Regions from separate parts of the Xenopus laevis genome. Here region 2 is linked to region 1. Evidence: chromatin contacts called from public Hi-C data. All regions are on one chromosome and are shown on one strand. The core of a region is the stretch at or near the end of the contact, and the rest is flanking DNA. Distances in the headings are between cores, read along the strand shown.

The links. Hi-C and Micro-C count contacts between places; a contact is called where the count stands out from the background.
Region 2: a contact with region 1 is called in a Hi-C map of the XL177 cell line, with 3 times the contacts expected there. The contact joins the promoter of snx18.L here to the enhancer-like site in region 1. A contact is called at or near these places in 2 of 4 Hi-C or Micro-C datasets (the XL177 cell line and the XTC cell line).

What each region holds. Positions count from the first base shown.
Region 1 is chr1L:209,146,937-209,154,210 of Xenopus_laevis_v10.1, forward strand. No RefSeq gene overlaps it. Among protein-coding and RNA genes, the nearest start is that of cspg4b.L, 43 kb to the left of the region's middle. Within about 2 kb of position 4,010, at least 1 of the 7 cell types and tissues checked has an H3K27ac peak or open chromatin away from gene starts, as enhancers often do.
Region 2 is chr1L:209,244,093-209,250,630 of Xenopus_laevis_v10.1, forward strand. snx18.L (sorting nexin 18 L homeolog) reads right to left here and starts at 4,068. Exons shown (of 3, transcript NM_001093350.1): 1 at 2,477-4,068. The coding sequence starts at 3,998.

The DNA of each region.
Region 1 (7,274 bases), core at 2,760-5,259:
TAAAAGAATGACCAACCTCTTTCTAAAATCTATAGTGACCACAGATTAGATCATTATTTCCCAACCAGTGGCGCGTGAGCAACATGTTGCTCTCTGACCCCTTGGAAGTTTCTCCCAGTGTCCTTGATGCAGGTGCTTCTTTTTTAATTCCAAGCTTGAAGGCAAGTTTTAGTTACATAAAAATCATGTGTGCTGCCAAACAGAGCCTCCCGCAGGCTGAAAGTCCACATAGAGACTACCAATAGCCAATCACAGGCCATATTTGGTACCCCCCCCCCCCCCGGGAAATTTTAGCATGATTATGTTGCTCTCCAACTTTTTTTAACATTTGAATGTGGCTCACGGGTAACAAAAAGGGTTCGGGACACCCGGATTAGATGGTAGTGTGTCTCCATACCTATATTTAATCCAAGGTTGCCAATTCTTTTAAACTGAGTATGTGTGTCTTGGGTTATACTAAGCTTTTCATTGACGGATATCCAATATAAATTCACTTTTACGTTAGGGATATTGAGAGTCTTCTGCTTCCAGGATTTGGCCAGGGGTTGTCTTGCTGCTAATAAGATGAAATCGTATCTGAGCCCTGGTTGGCATATCTGGTATTACTCCCAGTAGTGATTCATATGGTTTTTTTCCTCAAATTCACATGCAATACTGAAAATAGTAAGTTATATACTCCAGAATCGAATTGCCTGGGGGCAAGTTCACCATATGTGTCTTGTTGAAAAGCACTTTATACCCAGCTTCGAGCAGTATCGTATTAATATTATTTAACCTGTTTAATGTCTTTTATGTCACTGGACTTGAAAGTGATACTGAACTGATAATTCTTCTTTTGAAATAATTGTTACTTGAAGTTCCTAAACCTGATTGTCCCTTCTCAACCTGTCAGTTAGAGTTTCTAATGCCAACGGACTCCTGCTGCACAAATATGGAAGCCCCCTCATAGAGGAACATGGGGGGTAAGAAAGGTAATGTAAAAGCATCTGGCAAATACTTATAAAATGAAATTATAAATAGTATGCAAAGACAATGTTATGATAGAAAAAAAGGGTTCTTTTCTGGTGGCCATAGACATAACAATTAGGATCTTTACTGGAGAGATCATTTGTTTCAATACACATGTGTAGAGCTGAATCTTCAGATACCTATACAGCAACAATAGAATTCTACCTGTATCTGATTCAGCACTAACTATTGGTGATGTGCGAGACCCGCGGGTTTACCTCGCATGCTCTTTTCCGGATCAAAGGCGGGTTGAGTGAACTTCCAAATGCCGGCTTCCAACTTCCGGGTTGAGTTTTTATAGACGTACGCCTCTCGCCCTAACCCTTTTGTTACGTCATCAGCGGGGCAGCGAGTGAGTCCATAAAGGAGATCCGGTAGTTGGGCGCGGGTGGTGGGAGGGTGGGTTGCGGGCGGATGTTGGTCAGGAAAAGCCCGACCCGCATATCACTACTAACTATGGCTGATGTTCAGGTGCCTCCAAAGGCACCCCATCAAAATTTTCTGGCCAGCCCGATCGACGAGCCAACCGATTTTCAAGTCTTCTGCCAATATCAGTCGACTTGTCTCCCACCATACACGCACTGAATATTGTACAAACATTTTGTAGTGTGATATTGTGCGTCTATGGCCACCTTTAGCATAGCAAAACCTGTAACCTTTTTCACTGTGATCGGGGAACAGCTTAAATATTTGACCACAAGCTCAATAGAATACACACCTGATCAAGAGAGACAAAGGGAGTGGATTTTCACACTTATGACAATGCAGGTATGGAGTCTGCTATCTGGAAACCTGTTATACAGAAAGCTCCGAATTTCAGAAAGGTCATCTCCCATATACTCAAATAATTCCAAATTTTAAAACATTTTTCCTCTGTAATAACAAAACATTATCTTGTGCTTGATCCAAACTAAGATCCTTATTGGAGGCAAACCAATCTTATTGTGTTTAATTACTGTTGAAATGATTTTCTTTTTACTTTAAAGTCAGGAAATCCAAATTACAGAAAGACCCTTTATCCAGAAAACCCCAAGCCCTGACCATTCTGGATAACAGGTTCCGTACCTGTGTATAGAAGCGGGTTCAATGTCATTTTGGGCCATAAAAGGGTTTCAGAATCCATCTGAAAATCTTTGGTTTAATGTGACTAGTTAAGGGGATTTTGTTCACTTCTGGATTCTGCTTCAATAAATTCTTACCCTGGCACATCTAATACTGAAATGGAATAGCAATACTGAAAAGGAAATATGTTGTGATAAGCAATGGGCATTCAATGCAAAGAGGTTTACACCCCTGTGAAGGCCATAAAAAGATTTTAGAGCAGGGAGTTACTATTATAATTGGGATAATGATAGAGGGAGGGCATTTACATTTAATTGCAGAGGGCACAGTCTTTCATTGTTAGGATTCTGGCACCAATAAGCATGCCATTAAAGCCTGGCTAGTGCGTATGCCTGGAAGGCTACAGCACAAGCATATTAAACACAAAATCAAGTTATTTATATTAATTACTGAAGGCAGTTGTTAGTTAGTGCTTGTTTTAGTGTGTTGTGTTTACGGAATATAATGTGACTGATGATGGACTTTGGTTTAGCAAAGCTGCAGAGTGAGTTGAAGAATGCTTATTGTTTCTGAGAAATAAACCACAATACAAACAAAACAACTGCATTATATGTGCAACCTGAGTGTACATTGTGTGACACCACATACAAGCATTGCATCTACAGACAGGGCAGTTGATTTTCACCAAATTATGTCAGGAGTACAGAGATACATTTGGGTAAAGATCACTCAGTAAATTAAAAATATTATTGCATCTTTCTTTATATTGAGAGCTCTTTCTGGCATTGATTATTTTATTACAAGGCAAACTTCCTTCATTTAAGCTCCGAACTACATACTAATTCCTCCTATGTTTATCTTAGAGTTGTATTTGTTGGTTGCTTTTTATATACAGTTCTAGAGATAGGTAGATTTGGAATTATTAATTCCAGCACCAGAAATCCCAGTATGATTTGGTGTTTTTATGTTACACACATTATACAGAATTCTGATATTTCAGACCTTGCAAATATATATATATATATATATATATATATATATATATATATAATTTTTTTTTTTTTTTTTTATTTATTTATTTATTTTTGATACATTTTTATTTTTATTTATTTGTGTGTGTGTATATATATATATATATATATCTATAGCCTGTTCGATGCATCATATCAATAATGGTTTTCTTTCTATAATGGTAAAACGTGTCCTTTCTGACCTACTAGGCTCTTCTTCACTAAATGGACAATATCCTGATTTCCCAAATCTAGATTTCATTGTACCAGCATGTTATTTCTGCTTTCCATTACTACGGGGTGTTTTTTTTTACGGAAAAACAGACATTGCACACCCAAGAATGCATGCAGTATGGACTTACACTTACAGCATATCATTTTAAAGGTAAGTAAAGCTAGATATAAAATGGTATTTTAATTCTAAGCAACTTTGCAATATACCGTACTGTACATTAAACATTTGCAGCAGTTTTATGAATATTCGTAAATGTTATTGCTGTAGTGAGCAATATCTGTCTTCCCCATGCCATTATCCCAAAAATGTGATTGTTGAGAAAATGCTGTAAACAAACAAATATACCATTGGGACATGCTGTGTGAGTTGGCCATATGATAGTGCACTTATATTGTGTATTATTATACTGGCGGGTTAACCCAGTGATTTGGAAGTGTTGGTGAGGTATTTCCTCTATCTCTGTCAGGCAATGGCCTCTTGTATCAGTGGTAGGTGTCATACATCACAATTGTTTATAAGCTGATGCAGCTCTCTTTACCTAAGAACATATATGAAGTATTACCTATATCATTTCCCGTTCTTTAGAATCCTGGACTGTGTGCATTTAATCTCAGGCCCCCAAAGGGGAAATTGGCTAGTACCCCTACTAATGGGGCTTTCTGACTTCAGCTAGCTTTCTTTATGGAACCCCTCAGCTCACAGAGATACATCCCCATCTTATAACCAGACCCTTATGTTTTTACTTGTGGCTGACTATATGTAACGGGACACTTCAAAATTCCTGAAATTCCAACTCAGAGTATGTACAGCCAGTTATTACTCTGCATGTCAAATACAGGTATGGGATCTGTTATCCAGAATGTTTGGGACTTTGTGTCTTCATTTCTCCAAGAACTCCAGTATTTCCTTCTTGATACTTCCATTCTCTTACTAAAAATCTGCATATAACAGATCTCATTACAGTCTGTGTTGGAAAATATGACAATGCAAGGCTGGCTATTCGCTAATTAGAAGCAAGTGTTACATTTGGGCAGCATAGCTCTGTGCCTAAGGCAGAGGTGGATTATATGACATGCCCAAACTCACAAAAGGATATGACAGAAATGTGTGTAGGAACCAGGCCTTCAGCCAGTGACTTGATCACTAAGGGGCAGATTTAACAAGGGTCAAAGTGAAAAATCAAATTTTCGATTTTTTTTTTTTATGGGTCAACTCTCAAATTCATTCAATTGTGAATTATCCAAACTTGATTTATCATACTCTGGCCCTTTAAGAACTCAATTTCAACTATTCATCATCATTTATTTATATAGCAAAGCACTGCATATCTTGACAGCGCTATATAAATAAATGATGATGATGATGATATAGCGCTGTCAAGATACGCAGTGCTATTCGCCACCTTAAACCTGCAGAATTGCTGTATAAGTCAATAGGAGAGGTCCAGGGATCAATTTGGTGATGTTTGCAGCCTTCCTGACATTAGAGGTTTTTTTAGGAGGAAAAAAACTCAAATTGAGTTTTTTTAATTAAATTAGGGGCACATTTACTTAGCTCGAGTGAAGGATTAGAATAAAAAATACTTCTAATTTCGAAGTATTTTTTTGGCTACTTTGACCATCGAATTGGCTACTTCGAATCGAACGATTCGAACTAAAAATCGTTCGACTATTCGAGCATTCGATAGTTGAAGTACTGTCTCTTTAAAAAAAACTTTGACCACCAACTTCGCCACCTAAAACCTACCGAGCACCAATGTTAGCCTATGGGGAAGGTCCCCATAGGCTTTCCTAGCTTTTTTTTGATCGAAGGAAAATCGTTCGATCGATGGATTAAAATCCTTCGAATAGTTTGATTCGAAGGATTTAATCGTTCGATTCAAAGGATTTTTTCTTCGTTTGAAGGAAATGCGGTAAATCCTAAGGATTTAACTTCGAGGGTTGAATATCGAGGGTTAATTTACCAATAGTAAATATGCCCCTTAGAGTTTTTCTAATTTAAAATCGAACTAGATTCTAGTTTTCAGGTCGATTCAATTTGTCCAAGCTAAGAAAATTCGATTTTATTGATACAATTCGACTGGTTGAATTTCGAGTTTATGGGAGTTAAAAAAAAAAAAAAAACTAGCATGAATTTGAAATTCGACCCTTGATAAACGTGCCTCTAAGTGACTGCCCTGTGTGTCATTTAAAGCGCACCTTTCATTGATATTAAGGATAACTGTCCACTGCCTATAAGTGAGCAATAATATGACAGTATATATTCTAGTACTGAGAATGAGATACAGATTCCAACCTGGTATTAATGGTAGAATGTACATTTTTCTGGCATTTCCTTCATAGGCTACCAGTGAATTACAAATAACAATACTGTACGGCAACACTAGGTGGCACATTTTAAACACTTATCTCAAGGGGGCCTAGTTCCCTTCCTTTGAATCTACAAATATGGTACGAAATAAAAGACTTGTGATTTGTGAGTCACAATGATAATATGCAACAACATATTAGCACACAGAGGGCTTGGCTTCCCTAATTATTATCGCAAGGCTTCCACCATCCTGTAGCCACTTCTATCTTGCACAAATCTCACGTGATAATTGTTTAATCCTGTGCCGTGATTCCATGGAAGTTCCTCTGGGAGTTGGAAATAGTTTTCAGATATCTTTAAGGTGGAATGCGGAGACAGTTAAGGGCAACTACAACCACAAAGAATGCACCAATTTTGCAACAGATCTTGATTATAAGCTGTATGGGGCAGGGACCTCCTTCCTGATGTGTCTCCATGGCAATTATTTCTGTATATTCACACTTATGTATTATATTGCTGTGTGTGTTATTTTATATTCTACAATTTTAAAGCACTGCTTATCATAGTTGTGCTATATAAATAGATATACATAGGTACATACAATATACTTGCTGTTATCTAAGACTACAAGCACATCACCCTAACACTGCTTCTGCACCTCTGTATCCCTTTAAGGTGGCCATAGACTGAAAGATCCGCTCGTTTGTCCGAATGATAGAATTACGATGCGCCAAGCGGCTCCGACGGGTCGGTCGGGTAAAAATCCAACCTTCCCGATCGATATCGTTGCCAGATATCGATCGGGAAGACCCTTTGGAAGCCCCCATACACGGCCAGATAAGCTGTCAAATCTGTCCAAACGACCGATATCGGCAGCTTTATCTGCCCGTGTATGGCCACCTTTAGTGTAGGGGTCTAGTACAAGCTTGGCCAATCAGGTCTGACAATGCATATGTTTGTCACAGTGAGGTCAGGCTGGGTTGGCAGGACTGAGAAAAAAAAACCACAGGGCCCTGCTGACCAAAATCTGACCAATTGCCACGAGATAAAAGATTCATGTGTGCGGACCCCTAAGGTGGCAGCCCCAGTTGGCCCTGAAGCCCCCATTCTGATGCTGTTATTGGATGGCAGGGTCCCACTCAGAAGCAAAGTATCCTAAAAAGGACATGGGCACAGAAACCAAAGTCATTATCTTAGGCAAACGACATACCTGAAGAATTACATCCATAGTTTCCCCATTGTTTAAAAATGAGACTGAAAGTTAAGAAACACTTTCTTGTACTACTGATCCGCCCAGTCTCATGACAAGCTTAATGTGAAAGTAATTGAATGCACAGGAATTATGGAAGCAGCATTATACAGCTACTGTCTAACCTATAGTCTCATTCATAGTCTTATCACAAACAAATTGACAATAAGAGTAAACTTAATAAGTGGGTCTGTTTTAGGTAGTGGTGACTGAGTATGAGAGAGCCCTCTGGATGCACATTAATGGAGTTGCCCTAATAAAAATGCCCTGTTGAGATGTTGACGTGATAGCCATAAAGCACCTATTACATTTGCCTCCCAGCAGTCCGTCAGAATTCATGCTGCTATACAGTACAGAGGCCCACATCTGCCCAATGTAGATAGATGGATTCCTTTATAAG
Region 2 (6,538 bases), core at 2,818-5,317, 97 kb after region 1:
TATTACTCATCTTTCTATTCAGGTCTCTTATTGAAATCAACGCATGGTTGCTAGGATAATGTGGATCCTAGCAACCACATTGCTGAAATTGTCAACTAGCGAGCTGCTGAATAAAAAGCTAAATAACAAAAACCACGAATAATAAAAAATGAAAACCAATTTCAAATTGTCTCACAATATCACTCTCTCTATTATATTAAAAGTTTATCAAAAGGTGAGCAACCCCTTTATGCAAAAATAGTTTTTTTTAGGTGGAGGATCCCTTTAACAAAATGTTACTAACAAGTCACCCCATTTCCACTCTGTCCTCCTGCCAATACCATTGAGCTACATCACTCGCAGGCCTCAGGCTGTTCTTGTTTTTCCCTAGAAACTTAAATGCTTGTTCAGCATCTTGATCCCACGCCATTGTTCTTTGTGAGTCAGAAGGAGGTCATTGTAGGAAAAAAACACACACTTGTTAAAATACTGTACGGTGAGCCCAGCAAGCACAATCCCTGGTCATGTGAGGTTAATTAGCACCTCATTCATTTCGTACAGATATGCAACTTTAGCAGAACGACCGATCGACTGGACACGGAAGTCACTGTGCAAACAGAGACAGTTCTGTAGCAATTCTTAAAAAGCGGTCATTGCCAATCATTTGTGAGTCAAGCAAGTTCAGTCACAGAATTGTGTAAGTGACAGGGTACCAGAGACAGTGATGTGCCCTGACCTCAGCCAATGAGATATATGAAGTTGTTAGCCAATGAGATATATGAAGTTGTAAGCCAATGAGATATATGAAGTTGTTAGCCAATGAGATATATGAAGTTGTTAGCCAATGAGATATATGAAGTTGTTAGCCAATGAGATATATGAAGTTGTTAGCCAATGAGATATATGAAGTTGTTAGCCAATGAGATATATGAAGTTGTTAGCCAATGAGAGATATGAAGTTGTTAGCCAATGAGAGATATGAAGTTGTTAGCCAATGAGATATATGAAGTTGTTAGCCAATGAGATATATGAAGTTGTTAGCCAATGAGATATATGAAGTTGTTAGCCAATGAAAGATATGAAGTTGTTAGCCAATGAGAGATATGAAGTTGTTATCCAATGAGAGATATGAAGTTGTTAGCCAATGAGATATGAAGTTGTTACATTTTTTTTTAAATTAGGTAATTCAAAGAATTTATACAGCCATTGAGCAGACTCGGCATCATGAAAAGGACTTTCATGGCACCATATCTGGCACAAGGGCCTCCAGGTGGAATGGCCTAGACTAGAGTATTGAGCCTGGGCAGGAAATCATTTTTGTTGTTTGTTTTTTTTCAGGGACCTGTGGGCCTACGACACCAGAAATCTACTGCTACCTGAACTGCAGGTCACCAAGCAGGCCTGCTAAAGAGTCTAAAGAGTCACAGGTATATTAAATGGGCAAACATCTCTCTAGCAGACTGCAGCCCCAGGTGATTGGCTAGAGCAGTGATCCCCAACCAATAGCTCATGAGCACCTTGTCACTCACCAACAGCTTTGATGTTGCTCCCAGTGGCCTCAAAACAGCTGCTTTTTTTTGAATTGCAGGCTTGGAGGCAAGTTTTGGTTGTATAAAAACCAGGTGTACTGCCAAACAGAGTCTCCTGTAGTCTACACAGGGGCTCCCAATATCACAGTCCTTATCTGACATCCCCATGGACTTTCTCTTGCTTGTGTTGCTCTGCAACTCTTTTTACATTTAAATGTGGGAGTAAAAAAGGTTGGGGACCCCTGGGCTAGTGTCTGCGTGTCATTCATGGGGTGACATTTGCAGACTGAGGGGTGACATTTGCAGACTGAGGGGTGACAGAGGCAGACTGGGGGGTGACAGAGGCAGACTGGGGGGTGACAGAGGCAGACTGGGGGGTGACAGAGGCAGACTGGGGGGTGACAGAGGCAGACTGGGGGTGACAGAGGCAGACTGGGGGGTGACAGAGGCAGACTGGGGGTGACAGAGGCAGACTGGGGGGTGACAGAGGCAGACTGGGGGGTGACAGAGGCAGACTGAGGGGTGACAGAGGCAGACTGAGGGGTGACAGAGGCAGACTGGGGGGTGACAGAGGCAGACTGGGGGGTGACAGAGGCAGACTGGGGGGTGACAGAGGCAGACTGGGGGGTGACAGAGGCAGACTGGGGGGTGACAGAGGCAGACTGGGGGTGACAGAGGCAGACTGGGGGGTGACAGTGGCAGACTGAGGGGTGACAGAGGCAGACTGGGGGTGACAGAGGCAGACTGGGGGGTGACAGAGGCAGACTGAGGGGTGACAGTGGCAGACTGAGGGGTGACAGACTGGGGGGTGACAGTGGCAGACTGAGGGGTGACAGACTGAGGGGTGACAGTGGCAGACTGAGGGGTGACAGACCGGGGGGTGACAGTGGCAGACTGGGGGGTGACAGTTGCAGATTGTGGGTGACATGCCCCGCCCTTAACCCCAGTTAGAGGAGCTGATCTCTTACCTCTCTGCATGTGGATGATGTCGGGGAAGTTGGCGAGGTGTCCCTGATATACAGACAACAAGTCCATGATGGGGTCCAAGTCCTGCCGGGGCTGCTCGGCGAACATCTCCCCAATAGCCTCATAGGCTTCCCCGGTAAAAGCCATTGCCCGGTTGAATCCGGCGGAGAAAGCCATCTGATCGATCTCAAAGGCCTGTCCCAGTCCCTTCACAGCCAGTCCCACCTTCTGATACTCCTTCTTGAAGCCGGACGCCTGTTTGCGCGCGAACTCGCCCGCGGTCTGACTGAGCAGCAGGACCCCCTCATCCATGCGCTTAGTGAACGCTTTGAATCCGTCCAGCCGGCCGTCCACATCGTGCGGGTCGAGGACAGGGGAGCCCGGGGAGAGGCTGAGGGTGAGGAAGAAGTTGGCCCCCACCATGTCGTCCCGCTCGCACTTTCTCTTCCCCTGTTTCCAGGCCTTGTCGTCGGTGCAGGTGAGGAAGTGCTGGAAGGCGTCGCATCGCGCCAGCACCGGGTGACTGCACATGTGATCCATCCACCACACCAGCCCCTTCCTGCGCTTGGAGATAAAATCCTCCTCGAACCTCCCCGTGGCCTGTTTCTCCGGGATGCGCGGCACCGAGATAACGGGGAACTTGTAGAGGAGGCGCGCGTAGAGCCAGTCGAAGTGTTTGTAGCGGCGGTGAACCTGCAGGCCCGTGTGACTGGGGAGGAGTCGGTACGAGATGTAACTCTTCATCCCCTTGAACTTGGTCTGCTTGGTGGGCTCGTCTATGTTACAGCGGAACGGGTAGGGATTCTCCTGCCACTCCGGCCCGTCGGGCCCCTGCACCAGACACAGTTTGTCCCCGTCACGCACGAACCCCGCCGCCTCCCCCAGCACGAAAGCCTCCCCGCCGCTCTTCACGAAGGCCGAGAAGCGGTTGAGGTTGCGGCCGACCGTAGCGGAGCCTTTGCCCGCGGCTTGTGAGGAGGCGATGGAGGCGGAGGTGGAGTAAGGGCCGGGCGGCAGGTCGGAGCGGGTGGATAAGCGGAATCTGCTGCTGCCGGAGTTCTCGTAGTCATGGTAACCGGCGGAATAACTGCCAGCGGGCTGACCCGCCGGTTCATCGGCCGCAGTGGAGCTACTGTCGTCCCATTCGTCGTCCCAGTCATCGTCGCTGGGTTGGCTGGTCTGGTAACCGAGGGAGGGCGCCCGGGGCTGGAAGGCGAGGCCCAAGTGCGGGGCAGCGACGCTCTGGAAGGGCTGGGCCGGTTCGTAGCCTCCCGTGGGCAAATTGGCGTAACGAGAATCTCCCAGCGCCGGAGGGGGAGGCGGCGGCGGGCCGGAGGGTTCCCCACAGAGAACTTCCACGTAAGAGGCAGGAAAGAGTCCGCGCTCCCCCCGGCTGTTCACCCCTTCCAGCCAGCCGTCTATGTCCTGCTCGCTGCACAGACTCAGCACCTCGGACTCCCGCAGCGACACCTCCCCCGGGTTCTCCGCTCGAAAGTCATAGAGGGCTCGGGCCGGCAGCGCCATGATCAGCTCCGAGCCGGGACGGGGAATCTGGAGCGGGAGGTGAGGCACCCGGGCCGGCCGTAAAGATGGGGTCTCGGAGCAGGACCCGTTATGTCTGCGACCATCTAATATGAGCAAAGGAAACAAGTCATCCAAATGCTGCCAGAACTCATGGCTCCTCCCCGGGCCGCCCCTGCACTCCGGCTCCTTGTGGCTTCTACACCCCTCTCCCGTCAATGGAACGGCCTCTGCCCTCCGAGTCCCTCCCCCTACCGTACTGCCCCTCCCCCTACTGTACTGCCCTAATGAGTGAAGTACTGGCCCCTGTCCTGCCTTATAGAGACTCGTCCCGCCCATTTTTATGTTCATTTTCAATTTTCTGCCCCACAAGTTCCTCCTCCTCCTCGATATTAACTCAGTAATACTGTATTGTCTGACTCGTACCTCCCCTAGTAGTGTCCTGCCCCAGCTCTAACTGCTGTTTGTCCCTTCCCCATTGTATCATACTCCCCCGCCCCTCCCACTCTTACTGCCCCTATCTCCGCCCTCTGGCCCACGTGCCCCACCTACAAGTAATGTCCCCTCTCCTTACTCTAAAGTGCTGTACCTGTGTCCCCTCTCCTTACTCTAAAGTGCTGTACCTGTGTCCCCTCTCCTTACTCTAAAGTGCTGTACCTGTGCCCCCTCTCCTTACTCTGCTCCCCAGATGCACTTCTGTCCCTCCCATTGTCCAGTCACAATCTACATCCCACCTGTTTTGTACTACCCCAAAATACCTCCCTGCATCTATCTGATGTATTGCCCCAGTATAAATCACTGCCCCAATTTGTGCCTCTCTTTGTTTTCCTATCCACTGTAATCTAGTCCCCCCTTACTACACTGTAGCCTCAGCACACCCCCCTATTCCAAATTTCTCTTTCTACTGTACAGCCTTGATACTGCTCCCCATATCCTCATCCTACAGAACTGCCCCTTGTGCTGTGTGTACCTCAGTTCTTCCCAATATTCTCCCCTGATCTTCTTTCTCTTAATACTGACTGGCACAGTTTATACCCATGTTCTTCTTCCCACTCCTCCTGTACTGTTAAAGTTAATTTAAAGGTGAACAACCCCATTAAATACAAGCAAAGTGCAATCAGGGCTGCCTGCAAATGTGCATTTATTAGAACTGTCCCTGATATTTCTAATGATCCCTGTTCTTTCTTATAATGTTAATGTTGTCCCCATGTATTGTCTGACCCCTTTTCCTCATGCTGCATTGCTCTATTGAATATGCAGACCTCTCCCTCGGCATTACACTGTTTGCAAGTGGGGCATTACTTACATCTGAAACTACAGAAAGAGTCAGACATAGGTTAAATGGACAAATAATCAGGCACCTGCCTATCCAACATTGTGTTCTAAACACATGACTCTGGTTCTCCCTTTTCTGCTATAACAGCCCCATCTCTTCCGAGAAGGCTTTCAACTAGGTGTTGGAGCGTTGTTGGTGAGATTTGCTTCCATTCAGCCACTTCGTTTGTGAGGTTTGAAGCACCTATGTTTACATGGCATTCCAGCTCTGTGCAATGGTTGTGATGTACAGTAAATAGCCAAGAAACTCAACCCAAAAATTAAAAAAGCCCCTACCTAGTAATCAAGATAGTCCCCCCTCCCTGCTTCCCCTCGCAGAATTCAATAGGTCTGAAAATGTCTGTAAAATTTTCCCACCTAACAGTGCAGTGCAGTGGAGCTTGTGGGCGCCATCTTCGAATTTTTTCGAGTCCTCTTCAGATTTCCTCAGGTCATCTTCAGCTATTCGGGTCCTCTTCCTTTGGAGAGAATCTTTACATTCTCTATGCAACTCAAATCCAAAAATAAGTCAAGACTAGAGCTGGCCATGTATCATAAGGTCGTCTTGTTTGGTGAGGTCAGCCAGGTTCGGCCCAGGCCTGCTGCCCCATATGGACATCCGGCACCGCTGCCAGGGACGCTTCACCAATGAGGAGAGCTGAGGCTCTCGCCTCAGGTGGCAGCGCCCCCACTGGCGTGTCTTTTACGTATGCGTGTCGTTTTCGCACATACGGGCGTCGTGAGTTTTGCAGTTGAGAGGGGCCCCCCGGGAACTGCAAGGAGGGCCCCTGTTTTGCAGACCCGGTGGGCCCCTATGGCTACAGTCTGACCCTGAGGTCAGCAAATTAACCAATCGTTAACCAATATGGTGCTTTAAAGGGCACCTGTCGGGTACAAAATGTTATTCGCAACCAAAGGTGCGGGCTAATAGAGCCCGCATTCCCGTTGGGGTTAACAGTAGTTTTTTTTTTTGTTTTTTTTTTTTAAAAATGCCCCCCCACCAGCTCTAGGCTACCTGTATCAGGAAGGAGCTCGTGGCATGACCAGCCATGTCCAATCACTCGCATGCGCATAACGGGTATGTGATGTCACGCGCATGCGCATAATGAGCAATTTGGGGCAGCTTTTCATTATGCGCATGCGAGTGACAGGAAATGGCTGCTCGCACCGGGACGGTACGGGTAGTCTAGCGCTGACAGGGGCTTTTTTTTTATTTAAAAACTTCTGTT